Regions from separate parts of the Mus musculus genome. Here all the other regions are linked to region 1. The links are chromatin contacts, called in public HiChIP or PLAC-seq and promoter capture Hi-C maps. All regions are on one chromosome and are shown on one strand. The core of a region is the stretch at or near the end of the contact, and the rest is flanking DNA. Distances in the headings are between cores, read along the strand shown.

What was found. Promoter capture Hi-C pulls out the DNA fragments that hold promoters and counts their contacts. HiChIP or PLAC-seq counts read pairs in DNA pulled down with a chosen protein or histone mark. Capture Hi-C pulls out chosen DNA fragments and counts their contacts.
Region 2: a contact with region 1 is called in an H3K27ac HiChIP or PLAC-seq map of bone marrow-derived dendritic cells, with 9 times the contacts expected there. The contact joins the enhancer-like site here to the promoter of Slc29a3 in region 1. A contact is called at or near these places in 7 of 39 promoter capture datasets (the 3T3-L1 cell line, embryonic stem cells, liver and 3 more), 1 of 15 datasets of contacts at CTCF or cohesin (pro-B cells), 9 of 484 Hi-C or Micro-C datasets (B cells, the N1E-115 cell line, bone marrow-derived macrophages and 5 more) and 11 of 115 datasets of contacts at active chromatin or transcription factors (acute myeloid leukemia, bone marrow-derived dendritic cells, bone marrow-derived macrophages and 8 more).
Region 3: an H3K27ac HiChIP or PLAC-seq map of acute myeloid leukemia shows a contact between it and region 1, with 5 times the contacts expected there. The contact joins the enhancer-like site here to the promoter of Slc29a3 in region 1. A contact is called at or near these places in 18 of 39 promoter capture datasets (the 3T3-L1 cell line, 3T3-L1-derived adipocytes, the C10 cell line and 13 more), 2 of 15 datasets of contacts at CTCF or cohesin (both in the NIH/3T3 cell line), 21 of 484 Hi-C or Micro-C datasets (B cells, the C10 cell line, the C2C12 cell line and 12 more), 25 of 115 datasets of contacts at active chromatin or transcription factors (the 230-238 cell line, the NIH/3T3 cell line, the SCID.adh cell line and 18 more) and 1 of 9 other capture datasets (liver).
Region 4: a promoter capture Hi-C map of adipose tissue shows a contact between it and region 1, with 3 times the contacts expected there. The contact joins the promoter of Sgpl1 here to the promoter of Slc29a3 in region 1. A contact is called at or near these places in 14 of 39 promoter capture datasets (the 3T3-L1 cell line, 3T3-L1-derived adipocytes, the C10 cell line and 8 more), 1 of 15 datasets of contacts at CTCF or cohesin (embryonic stem cells), 4 of 484 Hi-C or Micro-C datasets (CD4 T cells, CD8 T cells, the N1E-115 cell line and 1 more), 5 of 115 datasets of contacts at active chromatin or transcription factors (cardiomyocytes, embryonic forebrain, memory CD8 T cells and 2 more) and 3 of 9 other capture datasets (adipose tissue, liver and macrophages).
Region 5: an H3K4me3 HiChIP or PLAC-seq map of bone marrow-derived macrophages shows a contact between it and region 1, with 5 times the contacts expected there. The contact joins the enhancer-like site here to the promoter of Slc29a3 in region 1. A contact is called at or near these places in 5 of 39 promoter capture datasets (the C10 cell line, cranial neural crest, frontonasal cranial neural crest and 2 more), 1 of 15 datasets of contacts at CTCF or cohesin (the NIH/3T3 cell line), 2 of 484 Hi-C or Micro-C datasets (bone marrow-derived macrophages and muscle stem cells), 21 of 115 datasets of contacts at active chromatin or transcription factors (the 230-238 cell line, the SCID.adh cell line, T-cell acute lymphoblastic leukemia and 17 more) and 2 of 9 other capture datasets (adipose tissue and liver).
Region 6: a promoter capture Hi-C map of liver shows a contact between it and region 1, with 3 times the contacts expected there. The contact joins the promoter of Pcbd1 here to the promoter of Slc29a3 in region 1. A contact is called at or near these places in 18 of 39 promoter capture datasets (the 3T3-L1 cell line, the C10 cell line, cranial neural crest and 10 more), 3 of 15 datasets of contacts at CTCF or cohesin (the NIH/3T3 cell line and embryonic stem cells), 13 of 484 Hi-C or Micro-C datasets (the HL-1 cell line, the N1E-115 cell line, bone marrow-derived macrophages and 5 more), 19 of 115 datasets of contacts at active chromatin or transcription factors (the SCID.adh cell line, bone marrow-derived macrophages, craniofacial prominence and 12 more) and 3 of 9 other capture datasets (adipose tissue, macrophages and pancreatic islet).
Region 7: a contact with region 1 is called in an H3K27ac HiChIP or PLAC-seq map of embryonic stem cells, with 7 read pairs. The contact joins the enhancer-like site here to the promoter of Slc29a3 in region 1. A contact is called at or near these places in 16 of 39 promoter capture datasets (the 3T3-L1 cell line, cranial neural crest, embryonic stem cells and 8 more), 3 of 15 datasets of contacts at CTCF or cohesin (the NIH/3T3 cell line and embryonic stem cells), 39 of 484 Hi-C or Micro-C datasets (the C2C12 cell line, the HL-1 cell line, the N1E-115 cell line and 16 more), 31 of 115 datasets of contacts at active chromatin or transcription factors (the 230-238 cell line, the SCID.adh cell line, T-cell acute lymphoblastic leukemia and 17 more) and 3 of 9 other capture datasets (liver, macrophages and pancreatic islet).

The regions. Positions count from the first base shown.
Region 1 is chr10:60,750,993-60,754,309 of GRCm38.p6, forward strand. It overlaps Slc29a3 (solute carrier family 29 (nucleoside transporters), member 3), which reads right to left and starts at 1,790. Exons shown (of 6, transcript NM_023596.3): 1 at 1,742-1,790. The coding sequence starts at 1,742.
Region 2 is chr10:60,250,592-60,253,908 of GRCm38.p6, forward strand. No RefSeq gene overlaps it. Among named protein-coding and RNA genes, the nearest start is that of Psap, 25 kb to the right of the region's middle. Within about 2 kb of position 1,755, at least 78 of the 459 cell types and tissues checked have an H3K27ac peak or open chromatin away from gene starts, as enhancers often do. A contact at or near this core is called in acute myeloid leukemia, bone marrow-derived dendritic cells, bone marrow-derived macrophages and 3 more, where this site is marked.
Region 3 is chr10:60,327,436-60,330,752 of GRCm38.p6, forward strand. Cdh23 (cadherin 23 (otocadherin)) reads right to left here. Exons shown (of 71, transcript NM_023370.3): 45 at 2,371-2,478; 46 at 1-38. Among named protein-coding and RNA genes, the nearest start is that of Vsir, 18 kb to the right of the region's middle. Within about 2 kb of position 1,801, at least 18 of the 459 cell types and tissues checked have an H3K27ac peak or open chromatin away from gene starts, as enhancers often do. A contact at or near this core is called in ECoMG-derived neutrophils and acute myeloid leukemia, where this site is marked.
Region 4 is chr10:61,145,892-61,149,208 of GRCm38.p6, forward strand. It overlaps Sgpl1 (sphingosine phosphate lyase 1), which reads right to left and starts at 1,793. Exons shown (of 15, transcript NM_009163.4): 1 at 1,632-1,793; 2 at 367-440. The coding sequence starts at 393.
Region 5 is chr10:60,369,995-60,373,311 of GRCm38.p6, forward strand. The region is part of intron 39 of Cdh23 (cadherin 23 (otocadherin)); the gene reads right to left. It overlaps Vsir (V-set immunoregulatory receptor), which reads left to right. Exons shown (of 7, transcript NM_028732.4): 7 at 1-2,690. Among named protein-coding and RNA genes, the nearest start is that of Vsir, 25 kb to the left of the region's middle. Within about 2 kb of position 1,832, at least 103 of the 459 cell types and tissues checked have an H3K27ac peak or open chromatin away from gene starts, as enhancers often do. A contact at or near this core is called in the 230-238 cell line, T-cell acute lymphoblastic leukemia, adipose tissue and 6 more, where this site is marked.
Region 6 is chr10:61,087,759-61,091,075 of GRCm38.p6, forward strand. It overlaps Pcbd1 (pterin 4 alpha carbinolamine dehydratase/dimerization cofactor of hepatocyte nuclear factor 1 alpha (TCF1) 1), which reads left to right and starts at 1,573. Exons shown (of 4, transcript NM_025273.4): 1 at 1,573-1,658. The coding sequence starts at 1,656.
Region 7 is chr10:61,063,091-61,066,407 of GRCm38.p6, forward strand. No RefSeq gene overlaps it. Among named protein-coding and RNA genes, the nearest start is that of Pcbd1, 25 kb to the right of the region's middle. Within about 2 kb of position 1,716, at least 40 of the 459 cell types and tissues checked have an H3K27ac peak or open chromatin away from gene starts, as enhancers often do. A contact at or near this core is called in the N1E-115 cell line, cerebellum, craniofacial prominence and 5 more, where this site is marked.

The DNA of each region.
Region 1 (3,317 bases), core at 540-3,039:
TGGGCTAAATGCATTTACATAGAAATTGGAACCTGGGTGGGAACAAGCATACCTTGGAAGGTACACAGAGGTCTTCCAACAGTGGGTGTTTTCAAGGGAGACTGGGACAGGGAGGGAGCATCCTTGTTAAGTCTTTTTTTTTTTATGCCTTTTGAATTTGAACAATGTGTGCTTGCTGTTCAATCAAGTTAGGCCAGGCTGTGCACATACATCTACAACCCAGTAACACTCTGGAGGTGAAGGCAGGAAGATCAGGATTCAAGGTCAGCCCTGCTACATATCGAGTTTAAGGGCTAACCTGGACTAAGTGAGACCCTATTTCACAAAGAAACCACTCCAGGACTTCAGAGTGCCAGCGACACCCAGTGAGTGAGCCATGACAGCCGGGTATTAGGTCCGGAGGAATATGAGGCTCAGAAAGTTCAAGCCACTTGCCTAGGTCACAGGGGCATGGATGATACAGTCACGCTGTCTGGATGCCCTGGGGGGGGGGGGGGGTTTCCCTAACCTCATCTCCCTCCCCCAACCCCCAGGGATAATCTGGGAATGTGACTCCATCTGCTGGTTCCAAGTCCCCATAGCCCTCCCTCTTGAAGGCTTCCTGCAGCAAGAAGCTATGAGCAGAGACAAACAAGGGGAATGCCCCTCATCAGCACTGCTGGATAAACAGATCCCTGACTATTGCAGCGGAGCCCTGGCTCAGGCAGGCCAGAGGTTCTACAGTGTCCTAGCAAGCTGAGCAGACCCCTCTACAGCCTTAATTCACACAAAGACCAAAGAGGACCATGCAAGGACCTAGACAGGGCCATCCATGCAAACGTGCTTTAAATTATTGTTTGTTTTTTAAATATAAACAGAATCTAGAGAAATGTTTCAGCAGTGAAGAGCGCTTGCTGTTCTTTCAAATGACCCGTGTTCAGTTCCCAGCACCCTAGTCAAGTAGCTCAGCTACTTTTAACTCCTGTTCCAGGGAATTCTATGCCCTCCTGTAGCTTTTGTGGGCACCTGAAAGAACTGCACATACCCACACAAAGGCACACATATGTACACGTATTTTCTTTTTTAGTGTGAAAGATAATCATGAAGCATCAGAGAACTGGCAAGGACCTGTTCCATTTCCAGAAGTTCAGGCTAGGAGGGTGGGCGCACGGCTCAGCGGCTCAGTGTGGGTCACCCAGACCCACACAGGTCTGAAGTCCCTTCTCAGCTACTGTGTCTATTCATCAAGGACTACTCAGCCTTGACCAAGCATCTGAAGTTGCCAGGGATCTTCTCTAACCAGGTCACGGGCGGTGCAGTGGACTGAGCAACGCCTTATTACTCTTTATAAAAGGTAGCTGTGGCTTTGGATGAATAGAGAAAGACAAAGAAAGGAGAGGAGGCGGAGAACCTCCCGGGGCCAAGCTGTCCCTGCCTCTGACTGGGGTCCTGGGGTAAGGACCAGTCAGAGCTGGAAAGGGTAGGAGTCTGGGGACTGAGAACATGTCTGGCCAGCCCGTGTGCCACGATGGCTCCTGTGGACACAGGCTGGGGTCCAAGAGCGAGCCTGGCAGTAGGCTAAGACAAGTCCTCGCTGCAGAGGCAGCTGTGGCATCCGATCCGGACCCGCAAAGCCTTCTGGATCTTTCGGGCCGACCTGTCCCCACACGCGGGACCAGAGAAGAGTGTGGAGGAGAGGCCAGGCTCAGCCTCGGGAAGGGAAGACCCAGCCAAGCATGGGGGCCGCTGCACCCGCACTTACTGTCGCTGCCGCTGCTACCTCCACCAGGTCCAAGGCGCTGGGCCACTGTGACCAGAGCTCAGCCAGGCCGGGCTCCGCCCTTGTCCTCCCAGCCCCGCCCTCCTTTTCTCAGCTCACCACGCCCCGTTCAGCGCTTCCGGGTTTGCCGACTCCTCCCTCTGGCCCCGCCCCCACGCGCGCCTCTTCCTGGCCTACGGCAGTAACTGCAGGCGTCCAATTGCAAAGTGAAAAAAGTGTGGCTTTGGAACAGGTCCTGCCTGACTCCCTATTGGTATCCACCGCCTCATTCCCTAGGGTGCCCCACAGCCCCCTGCTCCCCCTCAATACTTCCAGAGCAGGATGTACCAGCAAGATGAACTTGGCCTCCCAGCCTAGGTGGAGAGCCGCAGAGAGAGCTTGAAGCTATTTGGTGGCAGTGAGCGAGGCCAGAGTGAGCAGATTTGTGTTGGAGGGGCAATCCAGATGCCACATCTGCAGAAGAGAAACTTTTGGGAGACTCTGAGATCAAAGTTCAGGAGAGAGCTGAAGATGGCTCCTGTACAGCTCCGAGTGCAGAGTGGGGGTTACGGAACCGATGTGCTTTGTTTTTGTTTTCTTTTTGAGAGAGAGAGAGAAAAGTGGGGAACCTAAGGAAACACCCAAGAGTGGCAGAAGTTTGGGCTTCCTTTCTACCCAATCCCTTACCACTGGGGGGTGACTTCCTCCGCTGCCCTGCAGGGGACGTGTAGGTGTCACCTACCACCCGCACTTGGGAGGCTCTGGGGTTTAGGCTCACCTTAGCTACATAGTGGTCAGCCCAGGTTACTTGAGACCCTGGCGGCGTTAGGGTTGGAGTATACATGCCTGCGCTGTCCTTACAGATCACCTGAGGAGAGGAGGTAAGGACAGGAGGGGAAAAGAAAGAGGCAGAGTAGGAGTTGGCTGATGTCCTGCGCTAGACCAGAGAAAACGTGGGCACAAGCAAGGCTGGTGTGGGCCAGTCCCAGAGACCAGCTGGGGACTTACTGATGCCAAAGCTTAGTAGGCTTCTTTTCATAAGTGTGAAGGGGGAAAAAATAGAATTTTCTCTACCCATCATGGTTCCTAGTTGGCAAAGGATCCCTAATATCAAACACAGAAGAAAAACAACAGGCTTTTAATAATGTGTAACACAGACACACACACACTTGCCCACTCACACACATACACATGCACACTTTTAGACACACTCACATATATGTATACATGCACCCATGCACACATGTACATATGCACACACATCAGACATGCATACCCACATACACACGTGGGTGAGGCTCAGAGAAATGAGTAAATCTCAAAACATGGCCTAAATACCAGCCTCAACTGCAAGGGGAACACGTGAGGTCTGGAATTCGGCTCTGTGGGAGAGCAGAAGCTAGCATGCTCCAAGCCGTGGGCACACTCCCTACAGGGCACAGAGGAGGCAAAGGTTACCTCAGGATCAGAAAAAGCACAGCAAACAAGAAGGTAGCCTGGGCGGTTCTCCTTGTCTCCCTGTGTCCTTTGCTGTGATAAAACCCCGGAGTAAAACTGACTTGGGACGGAAAGGGTTAAT
Region 2 (3,317 bases), core at 505-3,004, 500 kb before region 1:
GCAAGCCATGGGGAGCAAGCCAGTAAACAGCACCCCTCCGAGGCCTCTGAGTCAGCTCCTGCCTCCAGGTTCCTGCCCTGCTTGAGTTCCTGCGCTGGCTTCCTTCGGTGATGAGCAGTGATGTGGAAGACTGAGCCGTAACCTTTCCTCCCTAGTTTGCTTTTGCTCACGGTGTTTCACCAAAGCAATAACAATGCCAACTAAGACGATTCCACAGCACGTGTGCAGAGATCAGATGACAGCCTCGTGTTCTCTGGTCCACAGGACTCGGTTTGCCAGGCTTGTGTGGCCACTGACGTCACCTGCGGAGCCATCTTGGGGACTTGGATTGATTTGTTTTTGTTTTGTTGTTTTGTTTTGTTTTGTTTTGAGTCAGGGTCTTTCCTTGTAGATCTGGCTTTCCTGAACCCCACCTCAGTAGACCAGGCTGGCCTCTGAACACATAGAAAGCCAGGCTGTTTCCAACCTGGGACCCCAGAGCTGGGGCAGGCAGATACAGGATGCCTACCTATCTAGCTGAAAAGAGCTGTGGGTTCCAGGTTCAACAAGGGATCCCATCTTAGCCAGAGGTGGAGGTGTACCCCTATAATCCCAGCACCTAGGAGGGAGAGGCAAGTGGGTTCTTGTGATCTCAAAGCCAGCTTGCTCTATATCGAAAGTACAGGTTAGACCTGGTCTCCACGGGGCAAGGAGGAACAGACAGACCGATTGAGACCCTCTCTCCAGGTAGGGAGGAAGACCCCACCATCCTGGTCTCCCTGTCTCCCCATTCAAGGGAATTTTTTTAAAAAAAGATTTATTTATTACATGTAAGTACACTGTAGCTGTCTTCAGACACACCAGAAGAGGGCGTCAGATCTCGTTACAGATGGTTGTGAGCCACCATGTGGTTGCTGGGATTTGAACTCTGGACCTTCGGAAGAGCAGTCGGGTGCTCTTACCCACTGAGCCATCTCACTAGCCCCCTCAAGGGAATTTTTTTAAAAAGATTTATTTATTATATGTAAGTACACTGTAGCTGTTTTCAGAGACACAGAGGGCATCCAATTTCATTAAGGATGGTTGTGAGCCACCATGTGGGTGCTGGGGACTGAACTCAGAACCTCTGGAAATGCAGACAGTGTTTGTGAATAACCACAGAGCCATCTCTCTAGCCCCAGGCTTTCTTTAATTTTAATAAAAAAAAAAAAAAATTAGGGGGCTGGAGAGCTGGCTCCGTGGTTAAGAGCACTGGTTGCTCTTCCTGAGGACCTGGGTTTGATACTCGGCACCCACACGGCAGCTAGCTCCAAGGATCTGATGCCCCCTTCTGGTCTCTGAATGCACTGGGCATGCAAGTGGCACACAGACATACACACAAGCAGAACACTCATACACATGAAATAAACTAAAAATAAAAACAAAAATTAAAATTAAAAAAAAAATAGTGGAAGGGTTGAGGGGAGGCACAGATTTGTGGAGGAGGTCCCGGGAGTCAAACCCAGGTCTCCAGGCCTATAAGGTGCCTCAACCCTGGTAGGCACCACAGAGCCTGTCCTGGACTTGTCCTCTTCAGGGGAGGGGCTTCTCTAACTTCCGGACTGCCCTTCATTGTCTGTTCTATTTTGCCTCATCTGAACTTCACTGAAGAGGAGACTGAAGGCAGAGAGAGGGAGGGGGCTCCTTCCAAAGTTGTAAACTGGACCACACTGGCCCAGGCAGGCCAGAACATACTGGAGAGAGATGGCCCCTCGGCAGATGGCCTCTTGCTGCAAATGGCTTCTTGGGCCCTAGAAAGATCGCCCTGAGGACAGGCAGGGTGTGTGTGACCTCATAGTGTGTGAATGATCTGAATAATAGCGACCGACCCAGAGCTCCAGCTGCTGCTGGTTAGCAGGGCAGGCACACCTATCCCTAGAGCACTACTGTGTGTGTGTGTGTGTGTGTGTGTGTGTGTGTGTGTGTGTGTGTGTGTGTGTGTATGTGTGTGTGTGTGTGTTTGTGTGTGTGTGTGCATGTGCCAACTGTGCACAAGTATGGCCCCACTCAGGCCTAGGGCAATGAGGGTGCTCCTGCTCCGGCTAGGGGAACCCATCACCCCTGCCTGTCCCATGGGTAAGGTTTCTGATCCCTTTTCTCAGGAAAGCTGTAGTGCAGGTGACTGGCTTTGCACACAGTAGTAATTTCGAAAGAGGATGGATATTGCTCAGGGCTACAGGCTCAAGGAGTCTTGTGCAATGTTGGGGGCAGGGGAGGAGGTGGTGGCCAGAAACTGTTGGTGTCGCTTCCCTAAGCATCCTGGGCTGCTCTCCCCAGCTTAACCTCCAAAAATGCCCTGTGTGGGGGAACAGAGGTCAGGAGGTGGCTCAGCTTTTTGTTGGGCGAGGATCCAGGAAGCAGCAGACCAAAGACTGATTTAACCAATCAGTTGGTTGACTGATTGACTGATTGGGTTTTGAGATAGGGTTTTGGGTGGCTGTGGCTGGCCACAGCTTCTCTAGGTAGCCAAAGCAGGCCCTGAGCTCACAGAGACCCACCTACCTCTGCCTCTGGAATGCTGGGATTAAAGGCATGTATATCACCACTGCCCAGACCTATTTATTATTTACTGAGACTCCCTCATTCTGTAGCCCAGGCTGGCCTGAAACTTGTAGTAAAAGCCTTCTTCCTCAGCTTTCTTTAGTGCTGAGGTCACAGGCACAGATCACACCCATCTGGAATTCTTGGAACCTAGGGAACCCACCTTACTTACAGTGATTAGCTAAACCGCACCCTTCACATACCTGCGATCCCTGTTACAACAGAAACAGATTTTTTTTTTCAAACAAAGCTTAATGCTTCACTGTTGTAATCCCGGCCATCAGCACCAAAGTGAGGATGGAGACTTCCGGGTTAGCCTGGTCCACACAGCAAGATGCTGTAGCCAACAGTAAGCTTTAAATATTCAGCCTTATTAAGGCTGCAAATATAAGTTGCTTTCAGATAGAGGCCTTTTTACGTTTCCCCTCCTCTTCATCCTTTCTTTTTCTTTCTCCCTGCTTCTCTCCCTCCCACAATTACTCTCCATAGATTACAGCATATTGCTGTTGTAATCTGTGGACTGTTGGAAACAGAAGCAGACACCCACAGCCAAACATGGGTCAGAGGTCAGGGACCACAATGTAAGAGTTGGGGGGAGGATCGAAGGAGCTGAAGGGGATGGGAACCCCACAGGAAGAACAGCAGAGTCAACTGACCCGGACCCCTGGGAGTCTCAGAGACAGAGCCACCAGCTGAAGAGCATACACGGGCTGGACCAAGGCCCCTGGCACATGGGTAGCATACGTGCAGCTCAGTCT
Region 3 (3,317 bases), core at 551-3,050, 420 kb before region 1:
TTTTCATCAGCCAGAGATACCAGCAGTAAGTCAAAGTCCTGTGGTGGGCAGAAGAGTGAGAAGGCTGGATGCTGTTCTACTGAAGGGGACCATGCTCAGAGATGGGGACTGAAAGCAGGATCGGGAGATCAAGTGCCATCTTGCTGGTGATCACTGGGTGATCTTCTTAAGATACAATGCCCAGACTGGCCTATCTCCACCTTCCTTCATCAAAAAGAACTGTTTGTGTGTGTGTGTGTGTGTGTTTTAAAGATTTATTTATTTATTATATGTAAGTACACTGTGGCTGTCTTCAGACACTCCAGAAGAGGGTGTCAGATCTCATTACAGGTAGTTGTGAGCTACCATGTGGTTGCTGGGATTTGAACTCAGGACCTTCGGGAGAACAGTTAGTGCTCTTAACCACTGAGCCATCTCTCCAGCCCCCATCAACAAGAATCTTAAGTCTTTTATGGGAGTGTTATGTGGTGAGAAGGGTACTTAGCCACACCACGCTGCCTACGGATGGGGGATTTCAGGTTGGAAGGTGAGTCCTGGCTTTCAGACCTTCATGTCTGATTGATGTTAGCCCAAGTTCACCCATACTCTCATACAAAGCTAGGGCCCCTAAATATGACTCTGCAGTCCTCAGATGGGGACACAGAGATGGTACCCTGTGCTTCAAAGCCCCAGGATGCACTTTGGGGTAAGACAGCACCATAGAAGCCTCATCAGACAAGTGATTCATTATATTTAGGGAAATGGAGGGAAGAGGAATATTTTATCACTCTGCCAGCTGATTCTCCTGTCCCTGAGGTCTACCTGTTTACTGGTCCAACCAACTCCCCTCACCACAGTTAATACAATTGCCACCAGTGCCACAGACACTGTGGATACTGCAGATCAACCTTCAGCACTTCTGTGAAATGTATAGAAGTCACAGTAGGCATAATGTGTGAATATGCTTGTCCCAGGGAGTGGCACTATTAGGAGGGGTGGTCCTATTGGAGTAGGTGTGTCACTATGGGCTTGGGCTTAAGACCCTCATCCTAGCTGCCTGGAAGTCAGACTTCTGCTAGCAGCCTTCAGGTGAAGATGTAGAACTCTCAGCTCCTCCTGCACCATGCCTGCCTGGATGCTGCCATGCTCCCACCTTGATGATAATGGACTGAACCTCTGAACCTGTAAGCCAGCCCCAATTAAATGTTGCCTTGGTCATGGTGTCTGTTCACAGCAGTAAAACCCTAACTAAGACAGTAGGGATCATATAAGAAAGGGCTCCCTGAGATGGCTGTCACTGGGACTGCTTTCTGTGTCAACAGAGAACCCTAACCCTGTTCAAGAACAACAAACTACAGCGCATTCTGATTGAACAGAGATGCAAAAAATTCCCAACAAAATTCTTGGAAGCCTAAGAAAGAGGCACCTCCAGGTGATCAGCATAATCAAGTTGGTTTCATTCCAGAGATGACAAGATGGTTCAGTATACACTAACAAATGCAATTCATCACATAAGTGGACCCAGAGCCAGAAATCACACGGTCATTCCAACAGATACGGATCTGACCGAGTTGGCATCCCTTTACAATAAAATCAAGCGCCTTATCAAGAATATGAGGGCCTCACAAAGGACTGTAGGCAGAGGTGGGGGTGGTATCTCCTTCATTGGTGTAGCCACTGATAAGTTGCTCATGTTCCAGAACAGAGTCCAGATGGGGAAACTGAAGTATTAAGAAAGCAGTGTGGCAACACGGCCACTTAGCTGGCCCGGAGCAGCTCTGGGGAAACAGGCACAGGATCCTAGCCCGACACCAGGAGCAGTAAGAACAGACCAACTCCAACCGGAAAGGGACCGTCAGGCAGCACCCACTGCCTTTCAGTAAGGAGCCTGTGTGTTTGACATTCGAAGGACACTGTAGCCCACCCTCCCCCTTCAGGGCCTCTAAGTGCAAGTCTGAGTCCTATGTGTGTACATACACATACATCTGGGGTCATCTGGCATCCAATGAGTGTTGGCCCTGGGCCAGGCTCAGTACTGACTCAAGGATGCAAGAGAAAAGGGAGGCTGGGAAGAAAATGAATTGGCTCAAGCACATACTGGTGGACAGGAAAACTGAGATCTGAAGCCAGCGCTTGCTAAGGCAGATGTGTGCTTCTAAGCCTGTGGCAAGCTGCCACCCGCTCACCAGGGGAGGTGTGTGTGTGTGTGTGTGTGTGTGTGTGTGTGTGTGTATTTGAGTATCCATTCTCACTCTTACAACTCTCTCTCTCTCTCTCTCTCTCACACACACACACATACACACACACACTTGGCTTCCCCACCCCCTCTCCCTCTCTCTTCCCCTCCCCACCTCTTTTACCCCATCCAACCTCAGTGTCTTGCAGCCTTACCTTCCTGGCTATGCGTGGGTTCTCCGGGTTATCCTTCACAGAAACAGTCAGCCTGTACTCTGGGATGCGCTCTCGGTCCAGGGGCCGGTTGACAGTGACAATCCCTGTCTGGGATGTGCCTGGCTGGTTAGATGAGCAGGTACTCCCCACCCCCCACACCCCAGTTACCCATGCTCTGACCACAGTTCCTAGGCAGCTAGAAGTACCTTCCCTAAAGTACCTAACAGATAAGGGTCAAAGGAGGGCACCAGGATCTTTCCAAGGAGATGGTAAGTCAGTGATAACCAAGTTCTGGGCAAACCCAAAAGAGGGACCTTGGATGTCAACAGTCTTCAGACACTCCAAGAGGCCAGGAGAGAAACTCAGGTGCACTTAAGTATGGCTCAAGCTATCTTACAGTTTGAAGTTTGGGTGTGCCCAGGAGAAGGCTTGAGGGGTGCATTAAGGGAGTGGTTGGTGGATACCAGAAAATTGCTGCTCAATAAAACCAAAGGGGGCCTGACTGACTGGGACTGAGTTCCTGTACTGAGCACCGCAATCCACATGGGCAGCGCTGGATCAGGGCAACTGTGCTAATGAATGCGCCCATAGCCAAGTGACTGGTTGATTGTCCAAGCCAAAGAAACCAACTCAGTTGTTTCTAAGCCTCCCTCTGTTGTTTAATTAAGGCGGATGGTGCTCCCTTGCTGGCTGGAATTCCCACAACCTGTCTGGCTCTAGGAGATGACTTTTTTTGGGGTGGGGGGAGGGGGTTCGAGACAGGGTTTCTCTGTGTATCCCTGGCTGTCCTGGAACTCACTTTGTAGACCAGGCTGGCCTTGAACTCAGAAATTCGCCTGCCTCTGCCTCCCGAGTGCTGGGATTAAAGGCGTGCGCCACCACGCCCGGCTCAAGAGATGACTTATTTTGAGTAGATTTTTTCATTATACTTGGTTGCTTTACTTTTT
Region 4 (3,317 bases), core at 543-3,042, 390 kb after region 1:
AGGTAGAGGGAAATGACTAAAAGTTCAAGGCCAAGTGTACCTGCTAAGTTCCAGGCCACCCTGAGTTCCAGAGGCAGCCATTGTTTCAGAAACAAAACAAAAGCAATTGCTCTAGTGGTAGGAGAAGAAAGAGAGAAAAGCCGTGAGCAAGGGCTGTAGAAAGATCCTCAGGGAATTTCTAAGTTCTGCATCCACCGTATTCATCCATTTATTCACCCCGAGCATTCACGCCAGTTTCCAAAGCAAACAAAACAAAAAGAAAAAAGTGGCAGCGAATGCTGAGCTTTGAGCAAAAGCAAGGCATCGGAGGGGAAGCGGTCCCATGACTCAGAGCCTTCTGAGCGAGAGAGAAAGGATCCGACTCACCAGCTTGAGGAGGTCGGTTCCGGGCATCTTCCTCTGCAGCCGGCTCCCTCCCCGGGGCTGCCCTGCCTCTGCGTCTGCAAAGGGGAAACGCAGCTGTTTACTCGGCAGCCCGGCCGGCGCTGCCCCTCCGCGGGATCCCCCTGCCGGCTTTGGCAGCGCTCCAGCCGACCCCGGCACCCCGGAGCAGTGGAGCCCGCGGCGTGCACGCGGGGACACGCCCCTTCCCCGGGCCCACGGCAGCGCCGCCGCCTCTCGGCACAGCGGGACCCGGGACTCCTCCAGCCCGGCCTGCCTTTCCCCCGCGCCCCTGTAGCCTGGCGCCACTACTCAGCCCCGGCCACAGACTCGAGCCTGGGTCTCTCCGACGCCCCACAGCAGTCGGGAACCCACACCCCGCAGCTCGGCTCCCCATCAGCCCGGACCCAGCCCCCTCAGACCAGGCCCGGCTCCCCTCAGCCCGCCCCCTCTTAGCCTGACTCCCTTAAGCCCAGGACCCTCTCAGCCTGGGCCCTGCTCCCCTCAGCCTGGGCCCCGCTCCCCTCAGCCCCGACCCCGCAGCCCCGACCCTGCTCCCCTCAGTCTGGGGCCCGCACCCCTCAGTTTGCTCCTTCTCAGCCCGGCTCCCCCTCAGCCCAGGCGCTGCTCCCCTCAGTCTGGGCCCCGCTTCCCTCATCCCACCTCTCCCTGTGCCACGGACCTGCACCCCTCAGCTCAGCTTCCTCTCAGCCCACTCCCTTTCAGCCTGAGCCCTGCTTCCCTCAGCCCGGGCACCGCTTCCCTCAGCCCGGCTCTCCCTCAGCCCGGCTCCCTCTCAGCTCGGGCCCCGCTCCCCTCAGCCCAGGACCCTCTCAGCCTGAACCCTTGCTCCCCTCAGCCCGGTCCCTGCTCCCCCTCAGCCCGGGCCCCGCTCCCCTCAGCCCAGCTCTCCCTCAGCCCGGCTCCCTCTCAGCTCGGGCCCCGCTTTCCTCAGCCGCGCTCCCCTCAGCCCAGCTCTCCCTCAGCCCGGCTCCCTCTCAGCTCGGGCCCTGCTTTCCTCAGCCGCGCTCCCCTCAGCCCAGCTCTCCATGAACCACAGACCTGCCTCCCTCAGCGCAGCTCCCCACAGCCCGGTTCCCTCCGCGCAGCTCCCCACAACCCAATTCCCTCTCGGCTCCCCAACCACAGCTCGGCCTCCCTCCTCTCCCCTCAGCCCGGGCCCGGATCCCTCCAGCTCCTCTCGGCTCCCCACTGCTCCCGCCGGGTCCAGCCCGCCGCGGCAGCTCCACCTCCTCAGGCTGTGGACCCGGCTCCTTCTTTCCCCGCAGAGGCTCCGCTGGCCGCCGCCCACCTCACGCGCCTCGGTTCTGCGAGCGACTCACTCGCTGGCCACGGGACCCGGGTTCCCCCTTCCGCCGCCGCCGCAGAGATTGGAGGTGCGCCGCCCCCGGCCCCGCCCCTCCCGGAAATGGCCTTGGGGTACCCGCCCGCCTCCAGGAGCCCGGGCCGTGCGCGCCCTTGCCGCTGTCGGGCGCGCGCACGTCCGACGCCGCGCTGGGCTCGGCTCGCCCCGCAGCCCTCCGCCCGCCTACTGCTGGGTCCGGGCTGTGGTGTCGGGGGAACTCAGGCGAGAGTTTGTGGCCAGGGCTAAGTAATGGCGCCAGGGTTGAGAGGCTCGGCGCCAAGGTTCGGGGCGCCCAGAGCCGTGTGGGCGTGCGCGCCGCCTGCTGGCCGGGTAGGGACTGTGTCTAAGCCAGATAGGGTGTCTAGGGGTCTCACCTTTCGCCAGCAGCTGGCCCTGTGAGTTTACAACTTCTTCAGGCTACTCTTTGTGTTTGTCTTTTGTTGCTATTGTTGTTTGTTGTTGTTTTGTGATGCAGGCTTTTTATACTAAGTTGCCGAGACTGGCTTTGAGGTCTTTCTGTAGGGCAGTCAAAGGCTTTGATCTAGGTTTTCTCCCGCCTCATCACAGCCTTCCAAAAATCTAAGGTGACATCTCTCTTAACAATTCTTTGTTTTGATCCAAGTTCTGACTTAGGTCATGCTGGCCCCAAACTGGTCCTGTATCTTAGGATAACTTTGAACTCACAATCTTCCTGCCAGCCACTACACTCAACAGTTTAGGGGCTGGTTAGTGTTTGAGACAGGGTCTCACTCTGTCGTGTAAGCTATAAACTGGCCTTGAACTTGAATCAATCTTCCTGCTTTAGGCTCCCAAGTACTGAAATTATACCCATAAAAAGCTGGTTATGTGAAGTGATTGGGGAGGGAGGGCTCAGTGAGGCTGGGTCCCAGCACCCACTTAAGATGGCTCCCAAACACCACTCCCGGTCCATGGACTCTGACATTGTCTTCTGGCCTCTGAGGCCATAAACACACACACACACACACACACGCTTACACATAAATAAAAATAAATGCTTGAAATAATTAACTTGAACCTGGTGTGGTGGTTTGTTCCTGTAATTCCTGAGGCAATTTTGAAGCCAACCGGGGCTTCAAAATAAGACCCTATTCCCCACCCCAACCCTTGCATTCTGGACACAATTGGTCACTTCCAGCCAGTGTCTGCAGACAAGACTAATCTGAGCAACCACCTAACCTGGGTCTTTAAAGGAAGAGCTTTGAGATTTTACTGTTTTAGGGTTTCTATTGCTGTGATGAAACACCATGACCAAAGAAATATGGGGAAGAAAGGGTTTATTTGGCTTACACGTCCAGAGCACTGTTCATCAACAAAAGAAGTCAGGACAGGAGCTCAAACAGGGCAAAACCTGAAGGCAGGAGCTGATGCAGAGGCCATGAAGGAGTGCTGCTTACTGCCCTGCTCCTCATGGCTGGCTTGCTTATAGAACCCAGGACCACCAACCCAGGGATAGCACCACCCACAGTGGGCTGCGACCTCCCCCATCAATCCCTAATTAAGAAAATGCCCTACAGGTTTGCCTATAGCCTGAATCTCATAGAGGCATTTT
Region 5 (3,317 bases), core at 582-3,081, 380 kb before region 1:
CACACAGAAGAGCTTGCCCCTGGTCCGATACTACTCTTGGCTCTCATCTCCAGGGTTTGGCATGACCTGGGCACACAGGGGGAGTCTTCAGAAAGGATTTTAAAGCATGAAAAGAAAGGGTAGTTCTTGTGAGGTAGGGATGGGCAGCTGATGTTTGAGAGTGAGGAGGGATACGGCTGGGCAGATCACTCTCCAGTCTCTAGAGGGAAAGTAGCTCTAAGTCTGGGAGAGCAGCAGCCCAGTGGTACCATATGTCTTCTTGCAGCTTCCACTGGCTGGGCTGAACTGGGCATGGGTAGGAAAGCTCCTGTTCTGGGCCTGCAGCCAGGGAGAACCCCATTCATTCCCTGAGGACAGATGGGTGGGGAGAGAAGAGAGAGTTTCAGGCCGGGAAGCAGCAATAAGCTATCTGCTGGGGACCCAGACAAGTTGTCTGATGAGGTCCAAGATGTGGGATGCCAGTTATACCTGGGGCTTGGGGATCCTTAGAGGCTTTGTATCATCATCATAGGAGTGTCGGGGTGGCCAGGGCATCAAAGCCATGACCCCTGTTTTATCCTCAGGGTCCACTCTTCTGCACCATCCATTGCTCTAGATCTATGCAGTTACTATAGACAGAATGTGTTGTTCTGTTTGGCTTTGGGGATAATGGCCTGGCGAACTGCCAGCTGTTCAGTGGCAGGGCTGTGAGGCCAGTCAAAGACTAGAACCCACAGACCAGCTGAACGATGAGTATAGCCTGTCCCCTGGGGGAGCCTGACCTGTCTCCAGCCCTAAGCTTCAGACCTCACCACTCAGATGACTTCTAAGAATTTGCCTGTGGGGACCCCTGCATGGCTGCAGCTCCGTGGAAAGGAGAGGAGGCCCCCAGCAGAAGAACCACTCGCTTCCTGCCCAGCTTCCTCCTGTAGGGCTCTAAGTCTCTTCTTCTTGGGACCCTGCAAGCAAAGGCATGTCAGCTTGGTGGTTTCCTGTTTTGGGTGAAGTTTTGTGTGGTCCGGGTTCTGTCTACATCCATGAACTTGGGTGCTACCACCTTGCTGCTGCTGTAGAGACAGCTGCAGGATCTTAGGGTGGAAAATGGAGGTGCCCTGAGGTGCTAGCCCTTGGGGCAAAAGATGGGGTGGCAATGAGACACAGTGGGGAACTGAGTTCCCCAAGAGGAGGGAGGAGCCCTGTAGCCTCAAGGGCCATATTGGGTTCCTGGTACCAGCAAAAGCCTAGAGAGCGAAGTCTGTATTTTGAGGAGGTAATTGATCCTTACGGAATCCATCAGAAATTTGGAGCGGGTGCTTTATCTATCTCTGGAGGGTCTCTACCTATCTCCGATGAAGCTCTCCCTGGGCCTGGGATGGGAGAAACCAGGAGGAAAGGTGTCTGATAAAGCAGGGGCTTCTTGACAAGCCAAAGGGCCACTGGTAGCTGTTGTGGACCGAGCTGACCCTGCTGAAGTATTGTAGTGTGCCTTGGACCAACTTCTCAAAAGAGCAACCCCGGGGCTACCCTACTTCTGCCAGGAAGAGGCGGAGAAGGGGCTGAGAGGCCTGGAAGGGGCTAGCTCCTTCTTTGAGAACTGCTCCCCGGAGGACTTGGAGGAGGCGGCTAGGCTACGGGCTGCTGAGGGCCCTTTGTCTTTCCTAACCTGGGCACTGTTAGGATGCTCCCTCCTGGAAAAGGCTTTCCTGGGTGTGAGCTAGAGCAGTGTCCATGCCAGCGCTGAACCTGCCATGGTGGGAGCTGAACTAAAAATTTCTCAGGGAACTAAAATAGGCAAAAGAGGAACTGGGGGAGGAGGGTGCCAGGCAGGATGGGGGGAAGGGAGGGCAGTGCAAAAGTCTCTTGAAACACAGACAGCCCAGCTGAGTGCCAGTCCCAGATCACAGAGAATACGGCTCATCTGGCTCATGTTCTGCATGCTTGCTGCTTTACCCTGGCACTTTCCTTCTCCACCATGAGTGCGAGTCCTGGGAGTCCTGGGAGGGTGAGGATTAATGCCAGCCTGGGGAGCAGATAGCTGACAGAGTCCTTGGGTAACTGGCTTGAACCAGGACCTCAGGATTCCACTCTGGGGATCTAGCTTTGTCTGGGCCAGTGAAGATCTCTATAATGGCATTATTGCCAGGGGATAAACATTTCACTGGGTTCTGATCTGTTGGGTGTGGCTTCCTGGAAAATATGGTGAGAGGAATTCTGCTAAGGATACAGTTGATAAGAAAGTTCTGAGATTGATTAGTAATGCCTGCCTTGGACTCAGGAAGGGAAGTGGCAGTATGAATGCCATGTCTTAATCATTTTGGTTAAAATATGCTTCCCAAAAGATTTCCACGTGTGTTCTTGTTTATTTGACATCTGTCTCCATATCAGTCTTGAAAGCCTTTCTGTGTGTATATATATGATGTTTGCGTGTATATATGTTTTTGTGTGTGCATATGGAAGTCAGAAATCACTGGGTGTCTTCCTCCATTCCTTTGCAATGTATGTTTTTTTTTTTTTTACGATTTATTTACTATATGAATGTTTTGCCTGAATACATGCATAGGTGTCACGTACATGCCTGCTGGAACGCTTGGAACTGGAGTTACAGGTGGCTATGAGCTACAGTGTGAGCACTGGGAATCAAACCTGGGTCTTCTGCAAGAGCAACAAATTAAAAGTCAGCTCTTAACTACTTGAGCTATTTTTCCAACTCCACCATTGTGTATTTTTAGCATTTATTTTAAAATTTTATGTGCATGTTTTTTGTTTGTTTTGTTTTTTTGTTTGTTTTGTTTTGTTTTGTTGCCCTGCATGTCTCTAAGAGCATCACATGTATGCTAGGCACCGGTGGAGGCCGGGAGGGCAATGGATCACTTGGGAATGGAGTTAGGGAATAGATAGTTGTGAGCTGCCATGTGGATCCTCTGTAAGTAGAGCTGAGCTGACTCGTTAGTGTTCCACTTTCTTTTCGGCAGACCCTTCAGTGAATCTGGAGCTAAGCACCGAGCTCTGGGGACCTGCCTGTACCTGTCCCACCCTACCCCGAACTGCTGGGGTTATAGACTACACGCGGCCTGTGGGTGCTGGGAATCTGAACTCTGGTTCCTCATGTGTGCGTGCCAAGCACTGTATCTGCTGAGCCTCCTCCACCCCCAAGCAAGAGTCTTTACCATCCCTGTTTAATGCAGAAGGAAATGGTGGTTCTGAAAGGCACATGTTTTGTGGCTGGTGGGACTAATGTTGGTTCTCTTGCCTCTCAGGCCTAGCTCCTTTCCTGTCATTGAACCAAACAGCCTTCTTGTCCATTAACCTGCTATCACCTTCAACTTGTACATGCTGGG
Region 6 (3,317 bases), core at 323-2,822, 340 kb after region 1:
ACTGCTCTTCCAAAGGTCCTGAGTTCATTTCCCAGCACCCACATGGTGGCTCACAATCATCTATAATGGGATCTGATGCCCTCTTCTGGCATGCAGGTGTACATGCAGATAGAGCACTCATTATACATAAATAAATCTTTAAAAAAAAAAAAGAAAGAAAAGAATCAACTAATGGTACATAGAACATGAATGGACTTCAAAGGTAAGTATAAACTAAATGGTTTCAATGCATGGGGCCATGGGGATGTCTAGAAAATGCAACCTGCTTGCCAGCAATTGAAGAGCATTGGCTTAGGGGGAGCCCTGGAAGAGAGAGGCTATCTGGTGGCACAGGGAGAGGTGTTCCTAATCCTGCTGATGGATTCCTAAGAGAAGCACATGTCCCTCCATGTCACTGAAGTTATTAGGGTCAGAGCCTGGACCCTGGCAGTCCTAACAAGCAGGGCTCACCCACTACTCTCTATATGCCAACGAAAGAGACAAGTCACAGCAGAGGTGCTGTGGAGAGGGCTCAGAGCGCTTACTGCTCTCGCAGAGAATCTGAATTTGGCTCCAGTACCCATATGAGGCAGCTCACAACAACACCTAAGTGCAATTCCAGGGGATGCAATGTTCCCTTTTGGCCTCCATGGCATCTACATGCATACAGCACACAGTACACATAAATCCATGCACCCACACAAATGCGCACGCGCACACACACACACACACACACACACACACACACACACAAATAAATCTTAAAAATTAAAACAGTGATTAAAACAGCAAGCAAGGTGATTTACTCAATACAGCTTTACTGGGAAGAGAAATGAAGGGGTCCATGAGCCTCCAAGTCTGTCCACTGGGACCTAATCTACGGCTCAAGGTTAAACAGCGGGCAAGAGGAATACCTTACTAAACAAGGTGGCCTGGCAAATTGCCAGAATGGTGTGAAATCTTTCCAGTAGACAAGTTTCTTCTCTGGCTGGCACCAGACCTTAGTTTTTCCTTTTCATACCATGCCTTTCCTGGAAGAAATTCTGATTTCTTGGGTTCCATTGTTTCAATAGCCTGATAGCCCAAAGGAGGGATACGTTGAGTCCCTTTAGAATATCTTCTATTGGGCTGGAGAGATGGCTCAGTGGTTAAGAGCACTGGCTGCTCTTCCAGTGGTCTTGAGTTCAATTCCCAGTAACTACATGGTGGTTCACAACCATCTGTAATAGGATCTGATGCCCTCTTTTGGTGTGTCTGAAGACAGCTACAGTGTACTTATATATAATAAATAAATCTTTTTTAAAAAAGTCTTCTGTTCTGTTAAGATGGTTAAAACTGTGCACTTTATATATGTGCAGTCCAGTGTATGTGACATTTATCTGGGTGGCTTTTGTTGTCGTTGTTACTGTAACAATAGGTCAGGCAGTCTGGTGCCCAGAGTCCTCTGGCAGAGAGGGAGCAGAGGTACTGAGATGTCAAAGCTTTTGCCCTGGAGCCCATCACGCAGCCATGCTCACAGAGCACAGGGCATGGAAAGCATTGCAAGGGCGTGGAGCAAGGAGGACCCATGTTAATTATTACCCGCGGCCACCGGATCTCTGCCCCGCCCCCGCGGTGGCCTGCTGCTTGCCCGCTGCTCTCTCCCTCGCTGCCGCCACCTGCTTCCCGCACTGGACATGGTAAGCGCAGGAAGTCTGGTGGACCCTGAGAGGAGACCAGGAAGTGGGGGGCGGGGGGTGGTGTGGAGAGACGACTAGGGCTCCGATGCTGGGGGCGCGGGCCACGCTGAGCCTCCTGCAGCGCCATCCAGCCGGGCTAGAGTCGCCTGGCCTCCCTTGGGGGCGGTGGCGGTGGGCCTGGAAACCTAGCCTGTCCCAACTCCCAGGCCTAGTCTGCTGGCGGGGTGTGGCAGCAAGGCAAGTCTCCGTGGCGCTGCCTGGCCCTACAGGCTTGCCAGATTGGGGTGGGGGTGGGGGTGGTGTTCAGTTCTCTCTGCACCCAGTGCTGTCCCTGGCCTTAAGCCCCGCCCTAACACCTAGATAGGGTGCTGTGTCCCACCTTGGCGTGGTGGTGGGTCAGGATCTTAGGTAGGTCCCTAGGAAAGGAGCCCCTAGACCTCCCTGCAACCCTTACCAAATAGCGTGGTTCGGGTTCTCTGTACTCGATCAGGGATAGGAGGGTGTTTTGGCAGCTGAGGCCTGGGAAGAGTCATTGGGCCCAAAGACACCACAGGCTTGGATAATCAGTAATCGCTCAGCCCACACTAACAAGCTGACAGAGCTTCCCTAAGCAAATAAGGCCCTTACCCCTCTGACCTGAGTTCAGAGCATTGTCAGCCTGAAAGTTGGTTCTGGAAAATTCTAAAGAGTGGAGCCCTGTTGATACCTGGCTGCCTGGTTACAAGTGTCCCGCTTATCACCCACTGAAGGGTCAATGCTGGAAGTCCCCCACCCCCTTCATTAACCACAGAGCAGATCTCTGCACTGAGCTGGAGCCCCTTGTTTCTGAGAGCACACACACACTGGTGTTGGTTCTGTAGGCCCCACTGCTGGCCTGAGAACTGTCACAGATGTTCTTGTTCTAGGAAGTGTTGGTTTTTTGTTTTTTTTTTTTTTTTTAATGAAGCTGACTTTCACTTGATAACCTTGCTACTGAAGTATTTCCACTGGCATCTCTTGGTCTAAGGAGTGGGTCTCATCCCTTCACTCATGAAGCCAAAGGGCCATTTCGATACCCACCCCAGGGTATGGAAACGATGGGTGGCTTGCAGGACACAGTTCACCTTCCTCCTGCTCCCCAAGCCAAATTTGAGTCCTTGTCAGTTGAACACTGTATCCCTGGGTGATTCTCTTTCACAATCCTAGCTTGTTAGACTCAGGGCCCCACGTTCCTCTAGAGGACAGAACAGACACTAACTTCTGTTTTCCAGGGGTCCACTCAGGACCTGACCTGGTATGTGCTGGGGGATCACACCGTGGGCACTTTGTATAACAGGGTAATGAGCATGCCAGGTGCCCTTGACAGACTACTTCCATTTTGAGTCTGGGCCCTGTGGTCCTAGGTTCCTAAGACAGCCACCCTGAGAGCCTCACCCTGACAGCTGTGGACTATACAGGGGCGAGGAGGAGGTGGCAGAGACTCATCTGGGAATGGGTTTGAATGGGTTTCTGCATCCCACCCCAGGGCTATAGCTCTAAGAGACCACACCTTGAGTCAGTTCATTCCTGACTGAGGATGACTGGCCGGAAGAGCAGAGCACTCACATCCCCTTTGTCTAGGCCTGTTTCTCCTCTAGAACACCTGAACATTGCAGAATGGGTGTGGGGATGGAGCATAGA
Region 7 (3,317 bases), core at 466-2,965, 310 kb after region 1:
AGGCAACTAGGGTGAGGATCTTATACCCACACCCACAGTGACACACCCATTCCAACCAGGTCACACCTATTCCAACAAGGCCACACCTTCAGATGGTGCCACTCCCTGGTCCAAGGATATACAAACCATCACAGTTACATTTCCCAGGACTAAGGCAGAACATCGGACCAAAAAATTAATTAATTAATTAATTAATTAATTAAAAAATAAAATAAAATTCACTTTAAAGGAGGAAAAGGTTTTTGTGAACTTTCTTAAGGTCTGAAGGTCCCGACCTATCAGGGAGGCAGCAAGAGCTGGATGCAGCTGGACACAATGTGACTGAAGTCCGGAAGAAGAGAGACAAATGCTGGGGGCGGGGCGGGGTGGGGGTGGGGGGGAGGGCAGGGTTCAGCTTTCTTCTTTTTATGAGTAGCCCATAGGATGATGGCTTGTAGGACTGTGAAAGGCAGCCTGGTTTCTGGTGGAACACAGGCTGGAAACCCCGGTGACCCTGAGGAACAGCAGGCGTTTTACCTGGTTCCTGAACACTAGGCTCCTGGCATGAGGCCTCAGCTTTCCATAGATTTGTGTCCTTCAGTCATATAAGGGCCATGCCCCAAGCCCCGCCACAGGACGTAGCCTCAAGACAGATCTTCATTTTAATGAGGTACCTAAAGGCCTGAAGCCAATTAAGCTTTCCTTCCCAGACGCTCCTCTCTGCAAAAGGTATTTAACCTCAGGCCCGCCCCTGAGAAATGGGGTACAGTTTTACTCATCCACTTTCTGCCATGACAATAAACCATGAACTGTCTCTTTTCACTGGGATCCGCCGTGGAGAGCCATAGAGAAGCCCTTCAACTATAGATCCGAGTCTAATCTCTGGTACAAGGCCTCTCTATGCTCTCAGCCGCGACCACCAAGCCAAGCCAGCCACCCACCAACAAACCAAGGGCTCTATCCCCACAGGATCCAGCTGGAGTATCCCCCTTCCCGCTTCGGCCCCAGGCTAGATCCAGCCTGCAGGCTCCCACTCAGTTCTCAGCTCTTCCTTGGCATCCAGCAGCGCCTGGGTGCCCAAGAGCCTGAGAACCAGATGCCCCAGCCTGCTTGCAGTCCTAAGGACCCCTGAGCCAGCTCCAGCTGTCCCCGGGACCTCAGACTGTGCTCCCCCACCCCTGGAGCGGTGTCCCATGGCTTCCCATAGCCCGGCACTGGCGTGGTAAGTGCAGTACAAGTTCCCATGTTCCACCTCCCTTAGGGACCGGAGCTTGTGGCCGGCCGAGAGGATGCAGGACCCCTTAACCCTACAACTGCTCACATTTGGAGTGGGCCTTAGTCCCTCAATTAACCTAATCAAGATAACCCTTCACAGATATTGTCTCCCTCGTGGTTCTAGATCTTAGCTCTGGCCTCAGAAAGCCTGCTGGGATTTATCACCAGGACCCAATGGCTGCCTTAGGGTATAAAGAGGTCTGTGACTCTGCGATAATGTTAGCCTGCTATGGGCCTAGGGAAGCGATTCCTGTATCTGAACCTCAGCTTAAATGAGTGCCTGAGACCTCTAGTTCCACAGGAGGCCCTGTGCACTGAAAAGAGGGTCAGCTGCCTCTGGGGGACAAGGGGGTAAGCGAGCAGAGGGCCCAGCCTGGAGAGGCTTCACAATAATTGGGAGAAGACCTGGCGCTTTGGGCTGGATAACTGGATGCCTGGCCCTGGGAGCTCTGACCTATGAGGGGACGTGAACCCAGGAGAGGCCACGCCCCTGTATAGACCACGCCCCTGGCCAGCCTTCCTCAAAGCTACTATGCGGCTGCAGGAAAGATGGCTAACTCAACTTCTCTGTGATTCTCTATGAATATAGGGAAGTGGAGCCAGAATATCTCCACACGTTCTGTGCCCTGACACTCTTCAAAGCCCACAGAGGTCATGGGGGCTGTAGGAAGGAGCTCAGGGCCGCAGGGCCGCCAGATGGAGGACCAGTCCAGCTCAGCAAAGCCAAAGGCTAAATAAAACAGGATCTTATGCCCTCCGACCCCTGTGCCCAGAATCCCACAAAGGATAGACTTTGTGGGGCTGCGCAGGCTGTTTTTTTTCCAGGCTATGTATTCCTGCCGGGACGGTGGGTACTGCAAGAGCCCCTTGTGTCATACAAGACAGAGTCCCTGGGGATATTCCCACAAAGGGTGCAGGGGAGAAGGGGAGCCGTAGGAGGTAGGAACCCGCAGACTATGGTGCTCTGACACCACAATAGCATGAACTGGGACAAGCTTCATCAAGCCTAGCCATGAGGACATCTCAAGACGCACTAGGAGCACCAAATATGGCCTGGCCATAGGATTCCCCAGCTCTGTCACTGACTAGACAGAACGAAGAGAGGCGGGGTGCCCTTCCCTGTGAGGGGGAGGGGCTACCATTTGCAGGGCAGGCTGCCAGCCAGTCCTAGGGAGTGTCTCTTGAAGAGAAGTCTGCAGGCCAACCCCCCACCCCCCACTTGACTGTGGCTACTGGTCCACCCAATGAGCTGCACCGAAACAAACTCAGATATTTTTATTAACTCAGTCCCTACCTGATGCACCCCAGCACCTCCGCTTCTGCCAGGTTCAAAGGCAGTGCAGTTAATCAGAACTTATTCAGCGGGACACAGATCTGTCTCAGCATATCCTAGGTCCAGCTGGAAAGAACCCCCAGCTGGGACCTGTTTTCGCCTTCTGCTTTGCTGAACTGGACTGGTCCTCCATCTGGCGTCCCTTCGGCCCTGAGCTCCTTCCTACAGACTCCCTGGCCACTGCAAAGCTGGAAGGAGCCCCGGGGCCAGTAGATATTCAGCCCAGAAGACTGCAGGGTGGGCCGTGGGCATAGCTGTCCCTGTTGACCTAGCCTCTGTTTCCTGCGATGACTCTACAAATGGTCCCCTGTGGGGAGACAGCCACCAGGAAGACACATCATGGTCCTCATTTCCCCAGCTCTGGAACTCTCCACCACAGCCATCAAAGAGGAGTATCAGAGGTACCAGAAAAAGGGCTCTGGGTTATTTGACTGTGTCTGACTGGCCACACCCAAACTGGCAACATGAACAGCTGCAGCCAGCAGGGGAAGGACCCCACTTAGTGAGTGAACGGCCATGTCTAGAGGCTCTCAGGGTACCTGAGATCACTCCTGATGTGTTCAGAGCTTTGAGACATTCCAAGATGGCCCACGAGCCTCTCTTCTCAACAGTTATCAGGCACTTGGTAATGACATAGCCTCAGCCGTACCCTGTAGACCTGTTCTCAATCAGGCCCAGCAGGTCAGGGCTTGACGGTGCCTGTTTAGGAGTGTGCATCACAGAAACTAGA